2 separate regions of the Ovis aries genome follow, and region 2 is linked to region 1. A link is a contact called in public Hi-C data. All regions are on one chromosome and are shown on one strand. The core of a region is the stretch at or near the end of the contact, and the rest is flanking DNA. Distances in the headings are between cores, read along the strand shown.

The links. A called contact is a pair of places that touch in the nucleus more often than the background predicts.
Region 2: a contact with region 1 is called in a Hi-C map of hypothalamus, with 4 times the contacts expected there. The contact joins two enhancer-like sites. A contact is called at or near these places in 3 of 16 Hi-C or Micro-C datasets (hypothalamus, muscle and tail adipose tissue).

What each region holds. Positions count from the first base shown.
Region 1 is chr18:19,885,516-19,888,773 of ARS-UI_Ramb_v3.0, reverse strand. No RefSeq gene overlaps it. Among named protein-coding and RNA genes, the nearest start is that of ABHD2, 23 kb to the left of the region's middle. Within about 2 kb of position 1,498, at least 9 of the 54 cell types and tissues checked have an H3K27ac peak or open chromatin away from gene starts, as enhancers often do. A contact at or near this core is called in hypothalamus, where this site is marked.
Region 2 is chr18:20,015,400-20,018,541 of ARS-UI_Ramb_v3.0, reverse strand. It overlaps ABHD2 (abhydrolase domain containing 2, acylglycerol lipase), which reads right to left. Exons shown (of 11, transcript XM_004017743.5): 11 at 1-3,142. Among named protein-coding and RNA genes, the nearest start is that of RLBP1, 23 kb to the left of the region's middle. Within about 2 kb of position 1,416, at least 13 of the 54 cell types and tissues checked have an H3K27ac peak or open chromatin away from gene starts, as enhancers often do. A contact at or near this core is called in hypothalamus, where this site is marked.

The DNA.
Region 1 (3,258 bases), core at 249-2,748:
AGAAATCAATAAGGTGAGATGAGCCAGCTTTAGATTCCCTCTCTGACATATTCATGCCTATTTCACAGTAGAGCATCTGAAACTACGCTTATCCTCTCTTTCCCAGCTTTAGAACCAACTCCCCTTATCCATTCCTAAATTTATTTTCTTTAAGATCAAGTCCTGACCTTTCTCCAGACATACCCCTAGTGCACACCATCCCCAAGTGACTGACCTTAGTATTTCGGAATGAACAAGAACTCTGGGACCCTAGACCCCCTTCTTCATCACACCCGGTGCTTTTTCTCAGATCTTAGCCTGGCCACAGGATTCTGGTTGTCTTTCCTTTCAGTCATGGGGTCCAGAGGTTTCTCTCTTTCTAAGAGAGAGGCTGTGTCCTCCAGAATTCATGTCTTAAAAGTGTCCTCAAGGCGCTTCCCTGGTGGCTCAGTGGTAAAAGGATCCGCCTGCCAGTGCAGGAGACGGGAGTTCAATCCCATGCGCACGGAACTGCTAAGCCCATGCGCCATCTCTACTGAGCTTGCGCCACAGAGCCCGTGCTCTGCAACGAGAGAAGCCACCATAATGAGAAGCGCAGGCACCACAACTAGAGAAAGCCCAAGCAGCAGCAAAGACCCAGAACAACAAATAAATGAGTAAAATTATTTTTTTTAAAGCGTCCTCAAATTTTGGTGCTTTCGCTGAGCCTCAGCCTTCCTAGTTCTGCATTCCAGCTCCTCTTGGCTGGGTCTACTCTTCCTTCACCTCAAGCTCAGTCATGTCCCCCTCACCCTATGTAGCTTTGGCCTTAGGACCTGGTGGAGCTTAGAATTGTCTTGCAGAGACAGCCTTTTCATAAACTAATGGGATGGACAGGCTTCCAGAAAAGCCATTTGACCCTTTGAAAGAAGATTCTGAAAATATTTTGTAGCCTTTGGAACTCTGACTTTACAATTCCATTTCTGAGACTCTATCTTAAGGAAATACTCCAAAATGAAAGGACAGAAATTAATGCAGAAATAGGAATCACGTAATTTAAGTCAGCAAAATAGCAGATGTAGCCTAGATGTCTAAGAGCAGAAGATTGATCAAATGAAGCAAATTACAGCCAGTGTATATTGTGGACAGTTATGCAGCCGTGAATTAATTTGTGGAATATCATTAATGCGATGGGGAAAATACCGGATCAAAATTATGTATTTGGTATGATTTCAAGTGAAATATAAAAGTCATAGAACGAAAATAGAAAAGAAATATGCCAAAATATTAATAGTTTGCCTCTGGGTGGTAAGATTCCAGGTACATTTTTTTCTCCCTGTTTGTCTTTATACTTTGACTTTTCAACTGTTCCATGGGAGTACAAATCACTTTTATAACCTGTAGGAAAAAACTCCAAAAGACTTTCCACGCACAGGAAAAGAAATAACTAAATTACGCTCAGACTTGGTGTTCTAGTCTGAATGGCTAGGTTCTCGAGTATTGAGCTGGCCAAAAGTTTGTTCAGGCTTTTCCATAACATCGTATAAAAAATCCAAACTAACTTTTGGGCCAACCTCTTATATGAGGGTGGTCCACCGAGAATCTAACTTGGGCTTTGTCTTTCTGCTGATGTCTTGTGAGGGACTCCTGTTTATGCTGGGTGGGCGCAGATAAGCTGATCTGTGCTCTGCCTGATGGAGATGGAATATGGAGGACAGGGCAGAACACATCCTTTGTTCTGGGGAGCTGGTGTTGGCAGACAGGCCTGGGCTGGTTCTCAGGAACTCAGGGAAGCAGGCACAAGGGTTGCTATTCACGGAGAGGCAGCTGTCTGAGCCTGAGTCCCTCTGTGAATGGGAAAGGCCTGAAAGAACCAAGAATCAGGAGCCAAGGCCCTGGGCGCTTGTGAGGCCCCCCAGGCTCGTGGAGGAAGGCGTGCTCCTGACGGCCCAGCTGGCATGGGCAGGGATGGTGGAGTGAGATTTTCCTGCAGCACCAGATAGGAGGAAGACGGCAGCTCTATAGCAGGAGACTCAAGCTCCCCGTTTCTCAGTGAGACTGGTGGCTGATTCCCTACTGTGATGGCAGCCTGTCCCCCTACCTGATTTCTGGGGAGTCGCCCACCCCCCCTCCCCACCCCAGTGCTCACTGTCTTTGCACTGGTGTCTGTAACTCCTGTCCATCTTGCATCTCACAGGCTGGCCAGTCATACTTCTTAACCCACCATTTCATTAAAGTCAAATTCTTCAACTCTTAAGGTTCGAGGTTTTTTCCCCCTATAACTCTTTTTTAAAACTGTGTTTTCCCCTTTAACTCTATTTTTTTTTAAATGTGTTAACTCAGTTATTTTATTTTTAAAAGGTTTTTATTTTATTTACTATTTATTTGGCCTCACCAGGTTTTAGTTACAGCACATCTTTAACTGTAGCTTGCAAACTCTTAGTTGTGGCCTGTGGGATCTAGTTCACTGACCAGGAATCAAACCCGGGTCCAGTGCACTGGGAGTGCAGAGTCTTAGCCAGTGGACCACCAGGGAAGTCTCCACTTTAATAGCTCTATAAACCATTGCCTGCCCAGCATGGTGACGACAGACCCAAGGTTTCCTCTTCAAGTTGTAAGTACGATCATCTGATCAGTCTTATGAATTTTGGTTAGATTTGTGGGTCAGAGAACTGGAATAGGAAGTATTCTGGAGACAGGGGTACCTCCAGGGGCAAATAATAGCCAGTTTGGGGCTTCTCCAGTTTTGGGGGTGGCAGGTGGTCAGGACTGTGCCAGCTTACTCTAGCAATAATACACATTTTACTGAGGCTGGTCTGGGTACAGAGCAGTACCCCTCTTCCTGAACGCCCTGGCACATGGGCATTGCCAGTGCTGGCCTGGAGTCTCACATGAGACTGCGGAGGTGTGGGCGGGTACCAGGGCGAAAGGAGCCCCGCTGAACATGGAAGGGGAACCTGAGGGAGGTGCTGGAGAGGAAAGAAAATTTCCATTTGGCTTTTCCAGCTTCTTGCCGCATCCCTAGAGCACAGCTACTTGGCGGCTCTCCTAGAGCCTGATCCCTAGTCTTCCTTCATGAATTTTTCATTTCAGGCAAAGAGCCTTTATCTCTTACCCGGGCTGCTACAGGAGCCTGCTTTCCCAGCAGCTGGAGACACAGCAGATGAAGAATTGCATTAAGGCAGAATTATCTGTCTCTGGAGAGAGGAAGGGCACTCTGTGCTCCTGGAGGGACAGCTCCTATCCCGTAGGTTAGGTTACTGTAGGTTTCCATCCTTCACAAGAAGGCTGGGCTACCGT
Region 2 (3,142 bases), core at 167-2,666, 130 kb before region 1:
CGGGGCTTTGGGAAAAATCAAGGTTCTTCACCAGCAAAGGCTGAATGCAGTAGCTCACTCTCTCTCTCCAAGTCCCCTCAAGATAGGCCCGAAGCCTTGACTTATCTGTGTCCACTTACAAGGGCTGTAGAAGGCCAGTTGGGAATGTTCTGGCAAAGGACGTGTAAACAGATGAAGTGGACTTAGAGATGGTCTAAGGTGAGGTAACCGAGGCTTAGAGAGGGGAAGAGATTGTCCACAGACCAGTGTGAATTAGAGACAGGAGAAGAATCCAAGTGTCAGGACCCTGGTTACATTAATACCAAGTCAGGAAAGGATGCTCCTCTGGCAAGTATATTCTCATCCTAAGGCATGTGGGAAATGCTCGCCGGAGGTTCAAGGAATACAGTGACAACAAATAACTTTCTGTCTTCATTCTGCCCTGGAATCATTGGTACAGACTCACATCAGAGAAGGTAGGAGGTTTTCTTTAAGACTGTTAAACTCGCTACTGATATAAGTGCATCAGGAAGACCTGAGACCATTTTTCAAGTCAGATAATCCTAACTTGGGCTTCCCAGGTGGCTCAGTGTAGACACTTCACCTGCCAATGCAAGAGACACAAAAGACGGGGTTTTGATCCTGGGTCAGAAAGATCCCGTGCAGGAGGAAATGGCAACCCACTTCAGTATTCTTGCCTGGGAAATCCCATGGACAGAGGGGCCTGGCGGGCTACAGTCCATGGGGTCGCAAAGAGTCAGACAGGACTGAGTGACTGAACATGCACAATCCTAACTTGACTGGGATCAGTTACTCACTGTTGTCTTCAAAACTGTTTACACAGGCAGGGAGAAAAACTTGGAAAAATGTTGCTAGAAGCCTGCTTGGTTTTTTAACATGCTCTTCCAGCAACAGAATTGTCTAGGCCATTGCAATTTATGTCCTTAAACTGATTTTAAAATATAATATTCAAACACTCTGAAAATTCAGCCTTGTGTTAGCCCCAAGAGGACCTCAGGAGCAAGAAGAGCTGCCACATTATCATCAGAAATGAACAGAAAAGCCAGGCAAGCGGGAGGGAGGAAAAAGCTGACCGACATATAAAGTGCTCCTCCTCCCTTGTTTATCAGGCTTGAATGCCTCTGTGCTCCCATTCAGGAACAAACAAGAATTTTCCTGTAAGACGGCCACAGTTACACTCTCATTTCCATGCATGAGAGCCTGAAGCTCGAACAAAAGGCCTCAGTTGATTTCATGTGAGCTAAAAAGTGCCATTCAGAGTCACACGCTAAAAAGACTTCAGCTGTGCATGGCCCCCCACGGTCGTGTGGGGTAAAATCCGGTTGTCCAGCAACAAAGGGAATGCTCTGAGCCCTGCCTCTCCTGCGTGGGTCAACAGAACTGCCGGGCACACCAGGCTCCAGGGACTCCTGTCCCTGTCTCTGCCAAGTGTGTGACAACTGGACTGTTTTCTCCTCCTGAATGGAGCTGGTACCTGGCTGCTATATAGTTGGAACAGATTGAGGGGTGTGTCCTAAGGCAAACGAAAAGGAGACTCTTGCTTCCTGGGATGGTGGTTCAGCCCCGTTAGGTTGTTGCTTCGTTTGTCTGATTTCACAAAAAGTCTTGGGTCAGGAAGGTAGGAGCGGGAAACATGACTGTGAATTTTCTAGATTACAGCTGCGGTTGAGGGTTGGAGGGAAAAGTAATAGAGGGGGAAGAGACGAGCTTCCAAATCGAGGGGCAGAAGATAAAGTGCCGATCTGTGCTGAAAGCACATGAACGAGACGTGCACTTGAAAAATAACAACCTGGGGGGAAAGTCATGACGATGAATCTGTGTGTGTGTGAGACAGAAACCGAAGCCAAGTCGAGACCAGAGAAGCCTCAGTCTCTTCAGATAACAGCGGTCTTTGATGTTGCCGTTTAGGATCACCTGGTGATGGTCAGAAAACAACACACGACTGTCACGTGACTAGGACCGATGCCCAAACTACAACCACCTGTGACCAAGAGGGTCCACACCCAGGCCCTCATATGGCTCCCTTTACCCCTTAAATATCCACACACAAATCCACTATTAATATTCCTGTCTGTCCTAGAGCAAAGTAGAGGAAGCAGGGGGGGAAATAATTTTTTTTTTAAAGTATCTAGGTTATTTCACTCATAATTCTGTTCAGTTTCAGATAGCAACTGCTGATTATTTCAAAGTGCAGGGTTTTTAGCTATTCAAGTACTGCAGGATTGAAGGAAAGGAGTACTTGAAACACAGTGTGAGCTTTTCATTTGAGAAGACACACTCTGGAAAGACCTACCCAATAGGCTATAGACATAAGTTATTCAATTAAAAATCTGGTTTCCAAAATCACACCCTCTTCAGTTGAAAAGTGATTTCTCCAAACTCAGATCCAACCTTTGAACTGTTTGGTATCAAAAGCCAGAGTTGGAGAGAACTGGGTTAAAAGAAAATAAAATGAGTACTTTAAAAAACAAAACCAAACCACTTTATATGAAATGAGGGACAGGAAAAAGAAAAAGAAAAGGCAAATGATGATATTGACATGCTTAGAATAGCTCCTGGGCTCCCCTGGAGAGGAGTTCTCTCAAACATCAGTAAACTGAGTTTGTCATTGAACTTTAGAACTGGTAGTGATCTCAGCAACCTGCCTGGTCCAGCCGCTCCTGCATTTTACAGGTAAAGAAAGAAAAGTTCAAAGGGACTTGTCCACGGTCATATAGCCAGTGAGAGGCAGAGGCAGGCCTGAAGTCTCCACCACCAGCCCAGGCCCTCGCTGAAACTGCTCATGGCTATCACATCAGGGCAGGTGCACTGCTTCAGAGGCTCCGGGGAGCTACGAGACACCATGAGCTACCAAGACGTTTCTAATTTAGAGGTTCTGCACCACTGGGTTTCTCGGATTTGCCTGGTGATAAGGATCACCTGGGGCACTTGTCAAAAATTAAAATCCCAGGCCCCCTCCCAGCCCCACAGAAACACCTCCAAGGGAAGGGACGTGGGAGGCTGAATTTGTAATAAGCGCCTCAGGTAACTCTCATCGTTAGGAGTGCGTAAGGGAGAAACTTGGCCTCTGACTCAACGGAATTTTGCCATGTAAGAGACCACACTCTTGGCAGGGGGCCCGCCCCCAAGCAGAACTGTAGCT